Regions from separate parts of the Macaca mulatta genome. Here region 1 is linked to region 2. The links are chromatin contacts, called in public Hi-C maps. All regions are on one chromosome and are shown on one strand. Each heading gives the region's core, a stretch centred on a gene start, on an enhancer-like site or on the middle of the called end of the contact. The rest is flanking DNA. Distances are from core to core; before and after follow the strand shown.

Region 1 (5,529 bases), core at 676-3,175, 180 kb before region 2:
TCTTAAGACACTTTGTAGGTATGTAGATTAATATAAAAATAAAAAGTTTAGCTCTCCCTAAATAAAGTTAAAAATTGCTGAGTAGCTTAGATTTCCACACTGAAGACTCATGCCCAATTATAGTCTAAAGTCTCAGTTTGCAGATATGACATGGGATTCCAGTGATTCAAACAGCACAGTACAAATACTGCATATATTTCTGCCAAATTTGTCTCAGATGGACTAGCTGCTAAGGAAGAATCCATAGCATGACTGAGCTAACACAGAGTGTGTTACCTCTCCAATAAGTAATCCCTCCATTTGCATGCTGTGCTCAATGACAGGAGAGAGGACTCGAATTTCTGTTATTTTTCTGGACTTTAGCTTAAAGGTCTATATTGTCAGTTCAAAATACATGAAGTGAACACTTTTTCGTTAGCCAATCGTTATTATTATGATAAAATTATTTTCTTGGTCATTGAAAATTTTTGGCTTTATTTATTAAAAGTTAACTAGCTTTATTTCATTAGAGATTGTCTAATTCCATTTTGATTTTTCAAATTGCATTTTATACTATAAAGAGCCCTTCTGCATAAAATACAGTTTGAAAAGAGAAAAATATTTATGCCTTTATCATTTTAAGTGATCAAATACTGTAGTGCTAGATATTAGAATATCATGTGCATCACTACATTATTAACTTAATCTAATGCTCGGAGTCATTACCACATTCATGGGTGTCTTTCTGATATCTCTCCAGTCCACTGGATTTTGAAGTGTGATTATGTAAATTTTCTACTGATAAATAAATGACTATAATTGTACTTGAAATACCACTCAAATTCTTAAGACCATGGCATCTAAATAATATATTATGCATTCCTTAATTATTTATCAAGACTAATTCAAAATAACTGTAGGGCAAAGCATTTATTTTTAAATAGCTATCCCTTTCCCCAATTTTTCTTTACAGGGTTAAAAAATATTCCAGATGGTGGAACTATAGGGGATGAGAAAAGGGTTGATGAGTGGAGTGAGTAAGCAGCAAGTTTATCCTTCAAGTAAACATATCTGGTTTGCCCAATAATACTCTTACCCTAATGCAATTTTTAAGGCATATGATCTTAATGTCAGTTCAGTAAGAGTATTTGATGATAGAAAAAAACATTTTTAAATGTTAAACATTAGTCCAGAAAATTCTTCACCATTATTTGACAAGGAAAATGGGAACAGTTAGCAAACAAAACATTTCACACATGGTTATTTTTAAAAGTTCTTTTATAAACATAGTAGGGAAATTGTAAAATTTCAGTAAGGGTTATGCCAATCAAATGACACTAAATTTAAAGTATGGCTTTCCTTCATTTAATTATAGATGTAAAAAAGTCACAATAATTGAATGGTGCCTTTTCATTGTTTAACAATTGCAAGGCTGTATTCAGAACTCTTGTTGCACTGTGCCTTTAAAGGAAGCGCGTGTGTGTTTTACCTACATAAATTCTAATTGCAGAATCCACTCTAATCACCACAAAGAAATCATCTGAATCCTCATAAGTTCATGAGCTACACACTTTTCTTTTTTTATTCTGCAGACCACACCTTATCTGGTTGCTAATGAAATACAGGAGATTGATTGCAGAAAATCTTCAAGGGAATATTTGCTGTACCACATATAGTAAGCTCCATTTGGTGCATTAGCATTTAGCCATTTTATGCAAATTTAGAGAAAATGACTCATGTATATGATTTAATATGCATCAGCGATAACTCATATCACCCTTATAAGAAAACAGAAATTAAAAATTCATTAGAAAACTAGACTAGTGTCACTACATGGTTAAAACATTATTAAAGCATATTTCAATGTTTTGCTTACACTAGTGTTCTCATCATGGTGCCACCATTTCATGACAAAGACCGTAGAGGAGAAAACATTCAACTTAAAATGTCTGCTGGCACACATCGCTGGATTTGTGTGTCACTAAACAATGAGCGAGCATAGCCTTGAATACCAACTATTTAATTAGCACTTTTGGAAGCCATGCATAGAAAATAGCTCATTTACATGCATCTGCTTAGCGATTAGTCCCATAAAAAGCTACCATTTCTTTTTTTGTTGTTTAATATAGTGAGCATTTTACCATTCGGCCATGAAAAAAAATCAAAACATATGTTATTATTTTCAAATACTGAAATTCAGAGATTTAATTAAAATGGGCAAAAGTCTTCATATTTCTCTTCAAGGTATATTTAAATGATTTAATTTAACCTTAAGTGTACCATAAAACGCTGGATACAAGTAATAATTAAGAACTTCAAAGGGCAACAGAAACCCTCTAACAGTCCTTCGTTTAATTAAAGGCTATTATTAGAAAGCTCTTGAATATACAGTTACATTTAATGACGAGTGACGACTAGTAAAAGCAGTATTTGAAAGTTATGAGTATCTTATTTTAAATACTATTGATAGACTCTAGAAAGTATTTCTATCACTTCGTTTTGAAAATAAATGACATGTATTTCTTGAAAAATCAAATTCATAACATTAAAAGATTGTTTAAGATGTTTTGCTTTTCATTAATTCTCTAGTCTACACACTGTCATGATCATAAATTAATTGTATGCTTTGTAAAAAGTGTTTCTGCCTATTTAAATGCCTTTAAGAGGGTATATTTTTCTAATACAGTGGAATATTTATGAAGGCATGCATACAATGTATATGGATGCATTAACAATAAAATGGGGGCTTGTGCATTTTGAAATATAACACTTTTTGGAATGTGAATTGATATGTAATATAACAGTAATACATTTTTTTAGAAGTTTCTATTATTTAGCACATTTGTGTTAGTAGACAATTGGGCAGAAGCCCCAGGTGATTCTAAACAAATTTTGGAAGGCGTATAAACCATCTATAAAATAGGAACAGAGTATGTAAAATTTGCTCTTCTGTTATAAGTAATTATTGGACTATTTTGCTTTATCTACATTTATTTATACAAGGAATTTGGTTGGAATTTCCATAGCTAAAATTCAGTGTAGGTGAATGATTGGTGTATATATACATTCTCAAGTGAAATTGATGAACAAATACTTTAAAAATTCATTTAGAACATATTACTAATTCTGTTTCTTAATTATCTTTAGTAATTGGCTTATGTACACATCTATAATAAAAAAGTTACCTACTTATTGAGCATATACGATTTTACCTTGGTGAGTAATCTGTCATTTTGAAAATGTGACACTAATTCCTTCGTTCACTGTGGGCCAGGGAATGCCATGGGATGTGTAATCTTGGAAAGATTTCTTGGATTAAATATTTGGATACAAATCTATATCAATCTAGTTTATCCAGTTAACTAGCTAAATAATGTATTATATGTATATAGTTCACTGTCTAAGAAAAGTGTGCACCTGATGGGCTTTTTGTATAGCATGTTCTTTAATTTGAAATTATTTTGACATCAATTTCTTATTCTATCCATCTTGCAACGAGTATGATTCTTTATTTGCTTATCATTTTCCCTGGCGCCTCTTCCCAATGCTTAGATACTCATAAGGTTTGTAGAGTAGGGGACTTACCTGTCTTGTTCACTGCTGAATATCCTGTACCTAGAACACTGTCAGACACATAGTAGATGCTCAATAAGCTTTTGTGGATGAAAGAATGAATACGTTTAAATAAGAGATTTATCTTTCTGAGACAGCTGTTGCCCTCTGGATCTAAGGACTTGATTTTGATAGATAGACTGGTTCTCCCAACATGGGAGTCCTTTTGATTCTGCCCTGCTTTGTTGAAGACATTACCCTTCGTAGCTAGGGTAAGATCATTGATTTATTTGAGAGTGAGTATGTAACTGCAAGCAACCTCTAAGCTAGCTTTCATGGCCATTTGTAGGATATGTATTTGAGATCCTATTCTGGATGTGGGGAATAGTCATTAGTTATGAAATAGGGCCAAGTTAACTGGACACGTGGGAACTAAATGCTAGACCATGGAATTATTAATGTATTCCAAACAAAAATATTTTGCAAGTAATTTTAATATTTTTATTTCACCTTGATTAAAATATCTAACTCATAGAAGCATGCTGCTTATAAATGACCTAAAGTACTTATAATTTTAACTAATGATACAAGAAATAAGAGTCTTCCTGGCTTAACCTTCTTCTTGAAGTTAGGACCATTTCTGAAAGCTCCATTAGTTCCAATTTTTAAAGCTCCTTAGTTCATAAATCCCTTGGGAATTATGAATAAAGATATGGCTCATGTTACTAAAGGGTACTCCTGTGACTTAAAAGTTAATCTCTCTAAATGTCTAACCTGAAATCTAACAGTTACATGGAGAATTTATATCATTTGTAGCATTTTCGAGCAGAAATTAGAAATATGGTATAAACAGTGAAAATTTGTCTTTTTCTCATTTTCACACAACATGGGTTCAAAATGACAAATGTAAGATGGGCAACTCAAAACAATGAAATGTTTTTTGGGTTATTTTATTATGTTCCCACCAATGAGATCCTAAGGTCCTTAAAAATAACCAAACAGTGAATTGTTGAGTTAATAAACAGCAAACAAATATATTCATAAGACCAGGTGGTAGAAAAGTGAGTCATCAAAATGTGCAGACCTTTCCTATTTCTGTACCATTGAGAGAGAATGTTCTTGATTTGGAAGTTGGGCTAAGCATTTGATTGACCTCATTAACTCTTTCAAGATTATTAAGGTATTCTTTTAGTCTACAAATGCATTTTTTGAAGCTACAGTGAATTCTCTTTTGATGCAAAAAGGTACTAAATAATACCCTGGGAGATATAATGGGCTTTGCAAGTTATCTGTCATGAACATTGTAACTGACCCTGGAGGCTCGTAAAATTTGGATCCACACTGCTATTGTCAACAGACTTTATTATGAAGCAAAGCAGAAAATTCAGATTAAATATCTGGGTCACTTCTAGACTTTTGTCTTTTAATTACAAAATAAACCTCTAATGTACAAGTGGCCATACTGCTTTTTACTACATTAAAGGTAAAGACAAATATGAGGAAATCAATTAAAAATTTCTGAACCTATATTAAATCTACTAACCAGCAAGTATTTATTGATTACCTTCTACGAATATACTGTGCTAGGGTCCATTTACATGTTTGGGAGTATAGGCTTGAGAGACAGAAAGCCTTGGAAGAGGACTTAGAAAAAGTATAAGAAATGATGCTCACACTGGGCGCGGTGGCTCACACCTATAATCCCAGCAGTTTGGGAGGCCGAGGCGGGCAGATCAATTGAGCCCAGGAGTTTGAGACCAGCCTGGCCAACATGGCGAAACCTCATCTCTACTAAAAATATAAAAATTAGCAGGGTGTGGTGGCAGGCACCTGTTGTCCCAGCTACTCGGGAGGCTGAGGCAGAAGAATTGCCTGAACCCCGAAGGCAGAGGTTGCAGTGAGCTGAGATTGCACCACTGCACTCCAGCCTGGGTGACAGAGTGAGACCCTGTCTCAAACAAACAAACAAACAACAACAAAAATGCTCACTCTAAGAAA
Region 2 (5,119 bases), core at 958-3,457:
AAAAAAGAAACAACGGGTAAAAAGTTCTCCATTTAGTCTTTATAATTAGTTAAGAAACATTTAAATTAATAACACATTCTGAGTAATGCAGCATGTGTGGCATATAGCACATTTTAAATTAATTCTTGAAATAGTTACTGGTGTCCTACTTTATTTCAATTTTGATAAATTAGCTTACAGTCACTTTTTGATGGGTGTCCCATAAAGTAAAAATTAGTATTTCATCTGCCATTAACTACTCTTCCTGTAGAAAAAAAGTAACATATATAAAAGGCAGGATTGAAAATAGATATTTGAAGTTGATCCTATTAATTTGTATTTTTAACAATGGCATTAGAGAGGAAGAAAGGGTAATAAGTTTTATGAGCTTATTTGTGTAGCCTTATAGTAGAAAAATCTCTTGATTGTCCATGTTTAATATAAAACTGGTCACTTGCATTTACTGTTCCTCATTGATATGATACAATAGTCTTCTCTGGTATTTTGGAGCTCAGAGAAAAGGCCTGAGATTATAAGACTGCTTCAAAATAGCTAGCTTTTGTCCTAGAATTATGTAAAAATTTACAATCTGCTGATTACACTATTAGGGAGCTGCAGCCTCATTGACCTGATGTCATAGTTACCTTTGGAATCCTTAATGTCCTAAGGCATGATCCAGGGTAGCGCTTCTAAAAATTCTCTAGTTTGATTTTGTCTGTATCTGTGTATATGTATGTGCATGTGTGTGTTTGTACTGAACTGTGAGCAATTGGAAAAAAAAAAAAAAAAAGCTTTTCTATGTGATCCTTCAACCTAGCAATGAATCAAGTTACTTTTCTTCATGTTTACTTATTTATTTTGTGTGCTTCCCCATCCAAGCAAGCAATTCAAGTATATGTAACCATCAGAGGGGACCAAATATAAACAAAAAAAAAAGGTCATATGTAAAGCTCAGACAAAAGATTTAGGTACAATAAGATGAATTTAAGAAGTAGCTATAAGAATCATTAGCTTTATTTCTAGGTATTCTAATTTTTGTCCCTAAAAGTATTGCAACTCAAGAATAGATAAGCCCATCTTGTTAAATTGATGAGAAATAAATCAGAAATGTTTCTTTTGATTTATAACTGTCATCAATGCATGCATGTTCATGGGTACATTATTTTAAAAATATTTCTTTAAGGACTGGTTAATTCTCTCTCATACTTCAGTCCCCTCCCCCACCCTCATCTTTGCATTAATTTGTCTACCCTAGCAATAAGTGTACGCTTTAATCATATATATTTAACCTACTCAGCCTTTCTAAAAGGACGTATTTATGTCTTAGAAAACCAAAGTGATTTCACTTTGTTCTGACAGAACAACGTACATTTCATTCAAGTGTCTTTTTTTAGGTGATACTCTTAGCAAGGGATTTTATTTACTGAATGACACTTCTGCTAACCTGGAAAGGAAGATATCCATTCTTCAAATACTGTCATTACCAAGCTTTAAAAAGACTTGATTGTACCATGTTAGGGAAACAGTGTCAGATTTTCCATCAAACTTTCTCCCACTGTAATAACTGAGCATAAAAATGAACTTCGAGTGATGAAATGACTACAATGCAAATTAATGCAATCAAGTCATTAGTAACAACTCTGTCCATATCTGTTAAATATTTTCAAACTATTCTAAAAAAACACACCCAGAAGGCAAACTAACAGTGAATAGAAACAAAATGGTCAGCAGCGTGTGTCGCATGTTATTTGAATGGAAAGTAATTTATCGCGTCTGAAATAAAAGCTGTTTATTCTTGTGTTTCACTGTCTGTAACAATCTTTACCATTTATCTGTGAAAAAGTGAGAAACTGTACCGCTATTAGCATATGAATACTTGACACATCAAATTGGCTGTACAATAACAGAAGGACATTTGCTATTGGTGTATGCACACAGACAAAGCAGCCATTTTGAAAAAAATTGAAATGGTGTGGGTGGTTTAACCCTTTACTTATCTCGTAGGTTTCCCACTCCTGATTTTGACCGGAACAGTTTGGCAATTAGAATCAGAATATTTTTATAGCAAATAAAAGTAATCAGGGGCCATTATGCTCATGATAATTACATTGATACATTCACTCTACTAGAAAAATGGAAGCGGAATGACAATAAAAGAGTTTGTGTGAGTGTATGTATGTGTGTGTACATGCATGTGCGGGCTGGGGGAAGGGAGTAGAGGCCGGCAGTGTGTGGAGGGTGCAGCAATGAAACAATGCCTACGTACAGTTTTATTTCATGGCAACTACATAGTGGTCCTTGGGTCAGATGTGTGAAACTATTTCTCAAAGAAGCTGCATACATAATTGAGGCCCTCCGAAGGGTTCCCAGTTGAAGTTGCCAGGCTACATTCATTTCAAAAGCAAAGCCATTTGTTATCATATTTAAATTAACTCTCTGCACACTGAACTTGAATTTTAGAGTCCTGCTTACTTATAATTCTTAAAATAGTTGAGAAAGGGGAAAACATGTGTCTGGAAAAATGGAAATAAGGTAGTCCCCACAAGGGACAGCAGTGGTTCTCATGCAGGCCTGCAGTGAAACAGCCTTTTACAGATTAAATTTAGAAAGATCTATTTGGAAACACTAGAAACAAGTTTTTATTTTCTCATGCAATTTTTTGTATAGATCCAGATTTGTTGCAAAATCTTGTCATTTGTAATCTGTGTGTCAGCTCGGTTTTTACCCTTATCAGGGTACTTACCTCATTCCCTTTCCTTCTCCCCCAGATTATTCTTTGCCATGAGATTTAGAGTAAGATAATTTCTAAAGCTGCACAAAATTTAAACTATTTTAGTCTAATATGTCAGTTCAATCTTGGCTATAATAAAATACACTTTTTTTCCCTAATTCGTGAAACTTTATGCATCATTTTAAACAAAGTTTATGCAACTCACTAGATAAATGTTTTGATAATTTTGCAATTGCTGATACATTCATTCAAACAAACAAACCAACTCAGTGGAAATCAATACATGTAAACTGACTTGTGTTGGGACCTTCCTATAACTACACAGGGGAAAAACTTTCCAAATGAAAATATTATGCATGTTTTTTTTACAAGATGCACAGAGACATAATTGCGCATTATTTTGTCTGATAAAAGTGTTTAAAGTTTAAGCTATCTCCATTGTTAGAATTTTCTCCATTACATGCGTTGGTGAAATTAATCACGGGACAGACTTTCATTCCTGCTAAGTTTGATATATAGAACTAAATAGCCCATTCTGAATAATCCATGTATTTTTTTCTTCTCTTTTGAAATACAATTTTATAGGTTTTAATCACTATTCCCTCCTCATTATAAGACACTAATTTGTTATAATTAAGAAAACCTGTGTTCATTGTTGTAAGGAAAATTTAGCTTTTTAGACTGCAATGCATAGCAAAATTTCATATGAAGGCAATAGAAAAGAAGCAAAAAATAAAACAAAACAAAGCAAAAAAGTACAATGAATATAAAATACCATTAAAGCCGTGATGTTAAAAGTAATCTTCCACATACCTACTGAGTCTCTCATATAACATAAAGAACATCTTATTGTTGTCTTTATAAGTAATTAGTACTTGTGAAGTACTACTATAGCCATAGAAAGCAGGAACTGGTCATCTTAACGACATTATCTATTAATAATATAACAATTGATAGGCAACATGAAAGTTGAAAATAAGTACACAATTTTAAATTCCTTTAAAATTGTTGAACGAACACATACAAAAAAATGCCTTCTAGTCTTTCTTTTCTTCTAATAAAATGTGATATTTTAAAACCACAATCCATCTGCTTATTTAAAGCTCTGTGTGGCCAACAATACTACAAGGTTAGTATGTCCTCGTAAGTGCTCTTTGAGAATCTTGTTTACTTATTGGAGGAAGTGATGTACCATACTTATGTATCCATGACAACACTGCAACATGCGGTGCAGTACTAGATCTTTCTTCTTCTTCTTCTTTTTTTTTTTTTTTTTGCAACTGCAATATGAGATTAAAAGTAAGAAGCTAAATCTTATTAAACAGCAGAAACTTTTCAAAGATAGAACATAAACTTTATGGGAACATATAAAAGTTGCTTGTGGCGATGCATTTCTGCTATTTCAAAGCTTTATCCAGGTCCATCCTGATTATAAATAGTTATAAATGTTAGAAAAATTAGGATAGATAAAACTTTGGAAATTCTCAGATTGTTTCATAATACAAATAACGTAATTTGGCTGGGTCAAAATTGAATCATTAATAATATCAGTTTCATAGCTAATACTTATATCAAACACTTGTCCTCTTTGAAAGCTTCAAGTCATCTTTCTTATGTAAAGTTCTCTTAAAGAAAACTGTTATATGCTTGGGGGATTATTAACATATTGGTCAATTAACATTTAAAAGCCATTTATCAACAACAGTTTGTCCCTATTGATATTTCATATTTTTAATTAGAATATTTTAATTAATGTACAGGACAGAAACTTTTGAAAAATAAAATGTAAAATTTCCTTTTTTGTTTGCTAAAGAGGTAAGTTTTTCTTATTCTGCAGAATTATCTTAAAATGTGTAATTATTTCAATGAACCTAAGTATTGTGTAAATAACCATTTTCCCCCTCATTGGTCACTAAAATTACTCATTGAGTCTAGCAAGATTCTATTTAAAGTTCTATTTTGGAATATTTTAAAATATGCTAAGCTTTTCTAAACCCAAAATTAAAATTTGAACTCAAGTGATTATTAATGTTTGTTTCATTAGCTAATTCTGTCACTCATCATTGAATTAAATTTGGAGATGACTAGATGTCAACATACCTCAAATCTGATGGCTCACCTATTTGGTACCCTCATTATCTTGACATTCAATGTTTTTGGAAATTACCTAATAGTAGAAAAGCAACTGTGATATGACTGCAAAATGTCTCATCAATATTTACTGCAAAATGAAGAGATTAAGTTTTCAAAGTATAATGAAAAATAATTGTCTTCCCCTCCTCCCTTTTTCTCCCTCTCTCTTGCTCTCTTCCCATCTTTTACTTCTTTCTTGACCTCTGTTTCCTTCGTATTTCTCCTTTCTGAGCCTCTTAAGATAAGCCAATCAACTCATAGGCAGCATGCTCTGGA

The links. A called contact is a pair of places that touch in the nucleus more often than the background predicts.
Region 1: a Hi-C map of fetal cortex germinal zone shows a contact between it and region 2, with 4 times the contacts expected there. The contact joins two enhancer-like sites. A contact is called at or near these places in 2 of 14 Hi-C or Micro-C datasets (fetal cortex germinal zone and fetal cortical plate).

The regions. Positions count from the first base shown.
Region 1 is chr6:95,079,182-95,084,710 of T2T-MMU8v2.0, reverse strand. No RefSeq gene overlaps it. Among named protein-coding and RNA genes, the nearest start is that of MIR9-2, 11 kb to the left of the region's middle. Within about 2 kb of position 1,925, at least 8 of the 40 cell types and tissues checked have an H3K27ac peak or open chromatin away from gene starts, as enhancers often do. A contact at or near this core is called in fetal cortex germinal zone, where this site is marked.
Region 2 is chr6:94,902,444-94,907,562 of T2T-MMU8v2.0, reverse strand. No RefSeq gene overlaps it. Among named protein-coding and RNA genes, the nearest start is that of MIR9-2, 190 kb to the left of the region's middle. Within about 2 kb of position 2,207, at least 5 of the 40 cell types and tissues checked have an H3K27ac peak or open chromatin away from gene starts, as enhancers often do. A contact at or near this core is called in fetal cortex germinal zone, where this site is marked.